2 separate regions of the Mus musculus genome follow, and region 1 is linked to region 2. Evidence: chromatin contacts called from public Hi-C data. All regions are on one chromosome and are shown on one strand. Each heading gives the region's core, a stretch centred on a gene start, on an enhancer-like site or on the middle of the called end of the contact. The rest is flanking DNA. Distances are from core to core; before and after follow the strand shown. Region 1 has its middle 34 kb from the start of Cgnl1. Region 2 overlaps Cgnl1 (cingulin-like 1).

The links. A called contact is a pair of places that touch in the nucleus more often than the background predicts.
Region 1: a contact with region 2 is called in a Hi-C map of bone marrow-derived macrophages, with 40 read pairs. The contact joins two enhancer-like sites. A contact is called at or near these places in 3 of 39 promoter capture datasets (the 3T3-L1 cell line, the C10 cell line and hippocampal neurons), 1 of 15 datasets of contacts at CTCF or cohesin (hippocampal excitatory neurons), 29 of 484 Hi-C or Micro-C datasets (the 3T3-L1 cell line, 3T3-L1-derived adipocytes, the AML12 cell line and 19 more) and 2 of 115 datasets of contacts at active chromatin or transcription factors (cardiomyocytes and embryonic stem cells).

The regions. Positions count from the first base shown.
Region 1 is chr9:71,803,160-71,807,712 of GRCm38.p6, reverse strand. It overlaps a transcript of Cgnl1 not described here. Among named protein-coding and RNA genes, the nearest start is that of Cgnl1, 34 kb to the right of the region's middle. Within about 2 kb of position 1,867, at least 55 of the 459 cell types and tissues checked have an H3K27ac peak or open chromatin away from gene starts, as enhancers often do. A contact at or near this core is called in the AML12 cell line, bone marrow-derived macrophages, embryonic fibroblasts and 1 more, where this site is marked.
Region 2 is chr9:71,661,121-71,666,001 of GRCm38.p6, reverse strand. All of the region lies in intron 8 of Cgnl1 (cingulin-like 1), which reads left to right. Among named protein-coding and RNA genes, the nearest start is that of Myzap, 71 kb to the right of the region's middle. Within about 2 kb of position 2,456, at least 78 of the 459 cell types and tissues checked have an H3K27ac peak or open chromatin away from gene starts, as enhancers often do. A contact at or near this core is called in the AML12 cell line, bone marrow-derived macrophages, embryonic fibroblasts and 1 more, where this site is marked.

The sequences.
Region 1 (4,553 bases), core at 618-3,117, 140 kb before region 2:
CTAAGATACCTTTCCTAAGTCCTGTAAATAACAACAGGCCATCAAAATGGGATTTGAGCCCAAATCTTTTCGTCTTAAGTCTAGTGTTCACTCCATAACACATTTGTGGAAGGTACCAAGGCGCTTCAGTGTTTACGGAGATGAAAGCCTTTCATTTGAAATTTCTTTTCTTTTAAAGTTGTATTTGTTCATTGAAAACTCACAATTTGTTCTGCTCATGGTTTCCCCTCCAGCATCTCCCCCTCCCCCAGCATCTCCCCCTCCCCCAGCACCTCCCCCCCCCCCCGCATCCTCCTTCACTCCCCACTCCTCCATCTCCGAGCCTTCATTATCTTTGTTTTTATAAAACAAATACACATAAAAAGAAAAAAGAACAAATAAGCTGAGCAGTGGTGGCACATGCCTTTAATCCCAGCACTTGGGAGGCAGAGGTAGGCGGATTTCTGAGTTAGAGGTCAGCCTGGTCTACAGAGTGAGTTCCAGGACAGCCAGGGCTATACAGAGAAACCCTGTCTTGAAAAAACTAAAATACACACACACACACACACACACACACACACAAATATATATATATATATATATATATATATATATACACATATGTATGCATATATATATGCACAGAAACAGAATCATACACAATAAAAAGACAAAACTGAAAAAAATGTAGTATGCAAGCAGTAACACGTACACATAAACATGTGCACACACGTGTGCACACACAAACAGGCCCAAATTAAGAAATATGAACCAAAAAAGCCTATAATAATGCTGTTGAGTTCATTTCCTGTTGGTCATCACTGCTGGACACTAACAGAGTCTGTTATTAGCTGTAGTTAATATACTCAGTGAGACTAAATTGGAGAAATTCATTTTTTCCTGTTGTTCATTGGAAATAACCTCTTTGTTAGGAAGGGAAGCTCATGTCCACTTCCCCATTTCAGTGCTATGAACCTGTCTGCTGAAACACATATGAACTCACAGAAACTATGGCAGTACATACAGGGCCTGCACAGGTTTAAAGCAGTTTAACAGTGTCTTCAGAAACTCAAGTCCCTGGAGGAGTTACTCCATACATTACCACCAGGTGGTGCCACCACACAACGGCTGACTCTCCCAAGGGGTCAAGGCTGTATAGAATGGTCAGAAGAGTTAACTGAGCCTGCCTGGATCCACACTGGCTTGACCATGAAGTGCTGACCCGATTTGATAATAAGGGACAAGAGCCAGTCCACTTACTAACCCATCTAGTTGACAAAGATTTCTTTATGTCTAGTAACTATTTTCCTTGTTAGAGACCTGAATCTGTCTCTGAATGTATTATCTTTGTCCGGAGGCACAGGTACAGAACAGGGGTCTTTCACAAAGCCCACCTCCACTCCCCATCATATCCTGAGATGGCTGTCAATCAGGGCTGGAGATGGAAGATCAGAGGTCATATCTAGGCCAGCCAGGCAGCTTTAAACAGTGCAGCACCCTTTGCCTGTATTTATGTCATCTGTGTCAAGGGCTTGGAGAGCTGTGGAGTTGGAGAACTGGAAGGGAAAAGAGACTGGCTGGCTGTCTCACACAGGTGGGACAGGAAGCCTTCTTCACTGGCCACATGGTTCTAGGATTCTGGAAGCTCCTAGGGTGACATGCAAGGACAGGAGCCTGAGACCCAGGCAAGTCACCAGGCTGGCTCTGGCCTAGCCTTAGATGTGCCCATTATTCAGGAGGCCTGCTATGGAAAAGAAGCAGGAAGTCAAAACAGCAAGGAGTAGCTGTCCTGCTTGTCCCAGCACCGTGGGACTATCTACCTCTAGTGTGAGCTGCCCGGAACTTCTTTAGGGAGCAGGCCATGAGTCACTGAGGCGTCACTGGTCTCAGACTCCTGGTTCCTGTTACATGAGGAGGAAGTCTGACTGATGTCAAAGGGTCAGGAGAGGGGTCAGGGACTCTCAGGGTCCAGGTGACGAAGCAGTGTAGTGTTGCAGGCAGTTCACCCTGAGGGGGGACTTCCAGGGACACCAAGGGGCATGGCTTCCTACCCAGGCCAGGCAGCCGCACCCTGGCATGACTGAGGGTGGAGAGGGCACACAGTGAGAGAAGCAGTCTGTCCTCTTTCCCCTTGTCCAGTCCCCCCTCCTCACTCTGCTCTCTCCATCCCTGCTTTCAGCTCTGTGAGGGAGGACCCAGCTCTCCACCAGCACTTGGTCGCTTTCCTTTGCTCCAAAGTTTCAACCAGCCTTAGCATAACAGAAGCTGTTAATAGCAGGGAAAATGAGACGCTTGGAAAGGCTCTGGGCTGTGTGAAAACAATACAAAGTGCCACCCTGAGCTTTGTGGATTATAGTTTAAGAGATGCTTCCAAGAGCATACACCTGTCATCCCAGTGTCTGGGAGGCAGAGTCAGGAGGACCCATAGTGGACTGGAGAGCAAAGCTGTCTCAAAACAAGCAGCCACAGAACCAAAGAGATACCTTTAAAAAAGAACTATCTTATGATAGTAAGTAGCCATCTGTGAAGTACCATTTCATTTCTTAAAATCAGTGTATTGTGTGTGTGAGTCTCTCTCTCTCTGTGTGTGTGTGTGTGTGAGTGTGTGTGAGTCTCTCTCTTTCTGTATGTGTGTGTGTGTGTGTGTGTGTGTGTGAGTCTCTCTCTCTCTGTGTATGTGTGTGTGTGTGAGTGTTTCTCTGTGTATGTGTGTGAGAGTGTGTGTGTAGGGGGGAGGTCTGGCCTGGAGGAGCTGAAGTTACACTCGGTATGGGTTCTGAACGACCAAACTCAAGTCCTCTGCAAGAGCAGTATGTTCTCCTAACAGCTGAACCATCTCTATAATCCAAGAACTTAATAAAATGCTGCTTTTTTTAAAAATGCCATGGGGCTGGAGAGATGGCTCAGAGAGCACTGGCTGCTCTTCCAGCGGACCGAAGTTTAATTCCTAGCACCCACATGGCAGCTCTCAGCTGTCTAAAACTCTAGTTCTAGGTGGAATCTGATGTTCTCACACAGACATATGTGCAGGCAAAACATCGATGCAGAGCAAAACAGAATTGCATTAAAGAACTATTGCTGTGTTCAGGAAAAAAAATCCCCTTCTATGCAACACCTTATGCAGATGCCTAGAGCATCATGGACACAGATATTACAGTAAACCCCACAGGCAGACCTCTGTGCATACAGAAATGCTGTTGTTGTTGTTGTTGTTATTGTTGCTGCTGCTGCTGCTGTTAAAACTTAGCTGGGATTTAAAGGGATTTGAGTGTTTGTAACTCTTTGGTACAGTGGTAACAACCCGAAGCCCCTTCATATTTCATTTCTAAATTCCAGTCTGTAGAAATGATGTCAGTCCTCAGGTATTATGGTATGTGCCCTTCCACCTTTTACCGACCAAGTCCTGACCCTGGTGTCTTGGAATGCGACTGCACATAGTCCTTTAAAGAGGTCATTACTGACGAAATGAAGTCATATGCGTGGGCTCTAATTCAACAAGCCTGATGACCTTTTAAAAAGAGATTAGGGGACAACTCTCGTGTGAGCCCCCCCCCCCACACACACACAGAGAGAGAGAGAGAGAGAGAGAGAGAGAGAGAGAGAGACTTTTGTCTAAAGGCACACACAAGCACACACACAGGGATAGAGAGATAGAGAGGGAGAGAGAAAGAGAAAAAGAAAGAGAGACTCTATGGAAAGAAACAGGGAAAATAAGCCAACTTTAAGCCACAGCAAGAGGCCTTAGAACAAGCTACCCTTGCTGATTCTGAGTCTCGGATTTGTGGCCTCCAGTGATGTTTACCAGCTATCTCCCAACCCAGGTCCTTTATGGCAGAGGAATAGGGACAGAGGAGATGCAAACAGTGTGTCTGCTCCTGTCTCCTTTCAAACAGATGTTTGCACCGAAAGAGTTGATGGATGTTCAGACTCCACACACATTCTTTCTATGCTTCTGTATGTGGCCTCAAAGTGACAGTCTCCCTTCTGAGAGCCTCCTGTTTTAGTAATGGCATAAGCTAGACATGCAGAACCCAGGTGGGGCCTTAGCTGGGGTAGATGGAGAGAGAGGTGCAGCCTCCGGGCCTAGGGCCTTAGCTGGGGAAGATAGATGGAGAGAGAGGTGCAGCCTCCGAGCCTAGCTGAGCTCCAAACAAGTGTGAGGACCGGGTGGAGGTGGCCGGGAGTGGAGAGACTTGGATCACCCCAGCCAGATGCTGAGGTGACCTCCCGGAGTTCTGTGGCAGCAGTGGGCTGGATGAGGACCCTCAGCCGGAAAACCCCTGTAGGAGGGGAAAACTGCTGAGTGGAGACAGTAGAAGTCTTCCTCTGGGGTTTGCCCTGGAGATCATGGCTTACCTTTTATCCCAGCACTCGGGAGGCAGACACAGGAGGATGTGTGTGAGTTTGTACATTGTATCCAGGTCCTCCAGAGATACATAGTAAGACCCTATCTCAAATAAACAAATCAAATAAGTAGTTGATGCAGAATAGTGGGTTGTTTGTTTGTTTGTTTTTGGTAATTAATTTTGTGTGGATGAGCTAGATTTTCCACACGCATAGAAGAAAATTTCCGG
Region 2 (4,881 bases), core at 1,207-3,706:
TCTCTAGCCCCAAATATTAGGATGATTTATTATCATAGTTTTTGTCTGGATCTGTGTTTAAATTATGGGTCTCTCTGAGAATTAATCTTGTGGGGATTTTTTATCCTCTTAAAGTAAAACATAACTTATTTTTACAAGGAAACAAGTTTGTGTGTGTGTGTGTGTGTGTGTGTGTGTGTGTGTGTGTATGTGTGTGTGTGTGTGTGTGTACACATGTGTATTGGACTTACTTATCCTCTTCAAAAATCCTGCTCAACCTGTCTAGCATAAGCACTGGCAGCCAGCTGTGTTGTGACTCTCCATAAGGTCCTGTGGTCTGTCAGTGACCAAGCTAATCTCAGCTGGGAGTCCAACCTCTGTTTTATTTTCCTGCTTCCTGCATATATACATTTATCATTGTGTGTAACATGTGATTGTGATGTGTGAGGTGTCATGTTGTGTGCGTGGAGGTCAGAGGTCAGCCTTGTGGCGCTGCTTCCCTCCTTCCCTGTTTGCGTAGGTTCCAGGATTGAACTCAGTTTGTCAGAGCTTCTACCCACTGAGCCATCCTGCCTGCTCCAGGAGACCACTTACATTTTTAAGCTACGTAATCATGAGTTACTATTAAAAAAAAAAAAAACAAAAACAAAAAACCTGGAATAATTAAGTTAGATAAAGAGATAGCAAGAAGTATTTTTCAGTGGTTCTGTATGTGGGGAAACGACCACTTGGGCAACAAGCACACAGAATTTGAATACAGTTTTCTGGAAGCTTTGTCTATTTAGCCTGAGGGATAACGAATTAGTAAGAAGAAGAAGACAATGAGCTGGTGACTTCATTATAGCATTATATTGTAGCATCAAGAAGCTGCATGCTGTCTTCTGCTCTAGGTGTTGTGGCGAGGACTCTGAGACCTGGCGGCAGGTGGAAATGCCATGTGAGTGTCCTAGAAGGTCAAGTCCAGCTCTGTGATTGCCTAGTACTGCCTGCTTTCCTCAAGTTCCTTCCAGGCCCTTAGACTATTAGAACAGAAAGGACACAGAAACCAGCTGGACTGGCTGGCCTTGTATGCTACAAAGGAAGCTGATGTGAGTTCAAGACCTACCCAGAGTCATCATAAAAAGACTAGCAGGGTCTGGTCTGGAGGCCACAGCTGACACAAGGAAACTTCAGAAGAGGCTCAGGGATCTTGGCCTTGGAATCAACTCTCCCTTGTAACATCTGGGACTTCGCAAGCATAAAGGACTTGACCAGGTGATCTCAGGCCAAAGCGGGTCCCGGATCAGATAGAGTGCAGGAGAGGCCAGTGACATGGGCGTCACTAGCCTGACCCTGGACTTGTTAGAGACAGCGTCCAGGCCTCACTCTAGACCTTGAGACAGAGTGAGCATTCACCGGATGATTCTTATGCTCATGAGAGCTCAAACCACCACAAACTTCTGACAGTAAAATCTACAGAGAACTAGAAAAGGACTGGAGGGAGTCTTTTCATTCTCCAAGACAAGGTTTCTCTGTGTAGCCTTGGCTGTCCTGGAACTCATTCTGTAGACAGAGATCTGCCCGCCTCTGTCTCCTGAGTGCTGGGATTAAAGGAGGGTGCCACCACCTGCCCGGCCTAATACAGGCTTTTTAAAATTACTAAATAGCTCACCATCATTTGGGTGAGTGGGGGAGCCTGAAGACAGTATAAGGGGTGTGACTTCCTACATCTTAGCGTGAGCAAGGAATTTATTATCACTGGTCCAGGCTGTCATTGGGCCAAGGAGAACAACTATACATTTGTGTTGTGGAGAGAGAGCAGCCTTCCAGCAGGTAAGCTGAGCTGGGGTGGGGGTGGGAATGGGGCACCTCTTAGCCCAGCTCCTGCAGCCTTAACACACTGGAGTGTGGAGTGGCCAGTGGCACGGAACTGACAAGCCAGCATTCTGTCCCCTGGCCTCCAGGCCTCCACGCCTCAGCTGTTTGCCCTCATTCAGCAGAAAAGGGAGACGGGAAGGAAGCAAAAGCTGGCTATGGCAGGGGCCTTGTTAATTAGTAAAGCCCGAAAGGTCTGTGTATTGGTTCTGCACTGGGACAAGCCCAGAGGCCCTGGCCATCTGTCTGTTGGCCATGAGGAGTGTGGTGTGGTACCTGAGCTCTGAAAGGAAAGGGTAGCCAGCCCCTCAACGAAGCAGAACATTCCAGATGTAGCCATTGGTGTGCTGTACTAGAGCTTTGTGCTTGTCTTAAGTGGATGAGTCATCCTGTCCCAGAAGCTAGTGAGAAGATCCTGAAGTGTGGAGTAACTCAAGTGGCACTTGCCAGCAGTCATTATTTGCAACTCTCGGTGACATCAGACAAAGACTGGGGTTTGGTCTTTCTGTGTCACAGTAATTGCACACCTCCCCCAACTCTCTGCCCCTCACCCCTGCTACCGCCTTTTAAATGAGTAACTAGAGCACGTGGTTGAGTGTGAAGGAGTTTAAAGGCAGTGTAAATTCAGCAGCTCAGCACATTCAAATATGTTGTTTGCCCTTAGTCACCGTTAGTTCACCAGACGCACACACTGGCCTAGGTGTTTAATGAATGAACCAGCCGGGAAGCCTGACTTGCCCTTTAAATACCTTAGGCTCATCTCTGCACAGCACCAGTTGCTCTGGAAAGTCGAGGCTCTCCATCATCTCTTCCAAGAAGTGTAGGTTTCGGGGCTGGAGAAATGGCTCAGAGGTTAAGAGTGCTTGCGCTCTCCCAGAGGACCAGAGCTCTGTTCTGAGCACTGACACTGGGCCATTCGCAAATGCTTATGAGTGTAGCTCTGAGGTGGCTCTCGACCTTCCTAAGGCTTCAAACCTTCAATAGAGTCCCTTTGCTTTTGTTGCTACTTCACTACTGCAATCTTGCTACTGTTATGAACCACAGTGAAAATAGCTGAGATGTGATCCCCAAAGGGATGGTGACCCACAGGTTGAGAACCGCTGCTCTAAGGAGTCTGTCTACACTAACGAGGGTGCAGGAGCATTTGCACACACTCACACACATACACAATTTTTTTTAATTAGATATTTTCTTCATTTACATTTCAAATGCTATCCTGAAAGTTCCCTATTCCCTCCCCCCACCCTGCTCACCAACCCACTCACTCCCACTTCCTGGGCCTGGCGTTCCCCTGTACTGGGGCATACAATCTTTGCACGACCAAGGGCCTCTCCTCTCAATGATAGCCGACTAGGCCATCCTCTGCTACATATGCAGCTAGAGACACGAGCTCAGGGGGTACTGGTTAGTTCATATTGTTGTTCCACCTATAGGGTTGCAGACCCCTTTAGCTCCTTGGGTACTTTCTCTAGCTCCTCCATTGGGGTCCCTGCGATCCATCCAATAGCTGACTGTGAGCATCCACTTCTGTGTTTGCTAGGCCCCGGCATAGTCTCACAAGAGACAGCTATATCAGGGTCATGTTAGCAAAATCTTGCTGTCATATGTAATAGTGTCTGTGTTTGGTAGCTGATTATGGTATGGATCCCCAGGTGGAGCAGTCTCTGGATGGTCCTTCCATCTCAGCTCCAAACTTTGTCTCCGTAACTCCTTCCATTGGGTATTTTGTTCCCCATTCTAAGGAGGAAGGAAGTATCCACACTTTGGTCTTCCTTCTTCTTGAGTTTTATGTGTTTTGCAAATTGTATCTTGGGTATTCTCAACTGAGGGATACTGAATGGCTGAGAAGCACCTCAAGTCCAAGCTGCATTCCCTAAGACACTGTTCCCACCACAGTAGCCATTTTAAGCCAATCTTCTTTTAACACACGGGTAGTTTCTGTTGCTTTTTGCAGCAGAACCTAAGGTGGAAGATCTGGGAAGGCACTGAGGTACTGGAGGATGCTGCAGCATTCCCTGGGGAGTTCTCCCTCTCCCTCTCCCTCTCCCTCTCCCTCTCCCTCTCCCTCTCCCTCTCCCTCTCCCTCTCCCTCCCCCTCCCCCTCCCCCTCCCCCTCCCCCTCCCCCTCCCCCCCCCCTCTTTTAATGTAGGTTTGAACCCAGATGGTTCAGTGGGTAGGGTCCTTGCCCTCAAGACTTAAGAACCTGAATTTAATCCCCAGAGCTCACGTGGTGGAAAGAGAGTACTGATTCCTGTTAGTTGTCTCCTCGTTTCTGCACACACGCCATGGTGCATGCACAACACCAACACACACGATAACAAATGAATGAATGAATGAATGAATGAATGAATGAATGTAAAAAATGTGTAGGTTTTGATTTGTGGCTGGTGAAATGGGCAGGTATGGCTTAAAGCATGCAGTGGTAAGCTGAGTGAACGTCCTCTCTCTGGGGAGACATATGTTGGACTGCTAATAAGAACACCCATTGTGGGAGCCGGGATTTCACTCGGCTGCTGTCTGCAGCAGTGTGTGAATGAAGCAGCAAGCCCTGCCCCATGTACAGATGAGGAAGTGGAGGCTGTGGGAAGAATGGAGAACACCCTGGAGTTCAGTTGACCCTTCTCTCATGCCTCGTTCTACCCTGTCAGGCATTTCCCCAAGCAAAGTTGGGAATACCACTCTGCAGAGTTCCTATGCAGAATGAATGAAGAAGAGGGAGTCTGGCAAGGATCCTAAGGCTAGTGTTGAACCTTCCTTGGATGCCAAATGTGCGTGATCATTAATATAAAAGGCTGGGGAGATGATTTGCCTGGCAAAGACTGGATATGAGTTTGATTCACAGAATCGATGTGAAAAATCTGGCTGTGGCGTCAGGTACTAAAATCCTAGTGCCTGGGAGATGGAGACAGAGGGACGGCTCTCTGGGGACTGGCTGGCCGCAACTCTAGCCTACTCTTGAGTTCTGGGATAATATGAGACTCTGTCAAAAGAGAGAGGGCAGGGGAGAGGGAAAGGAAGAGGGAGAGAAAAAGAGAAACAAAGAAAGA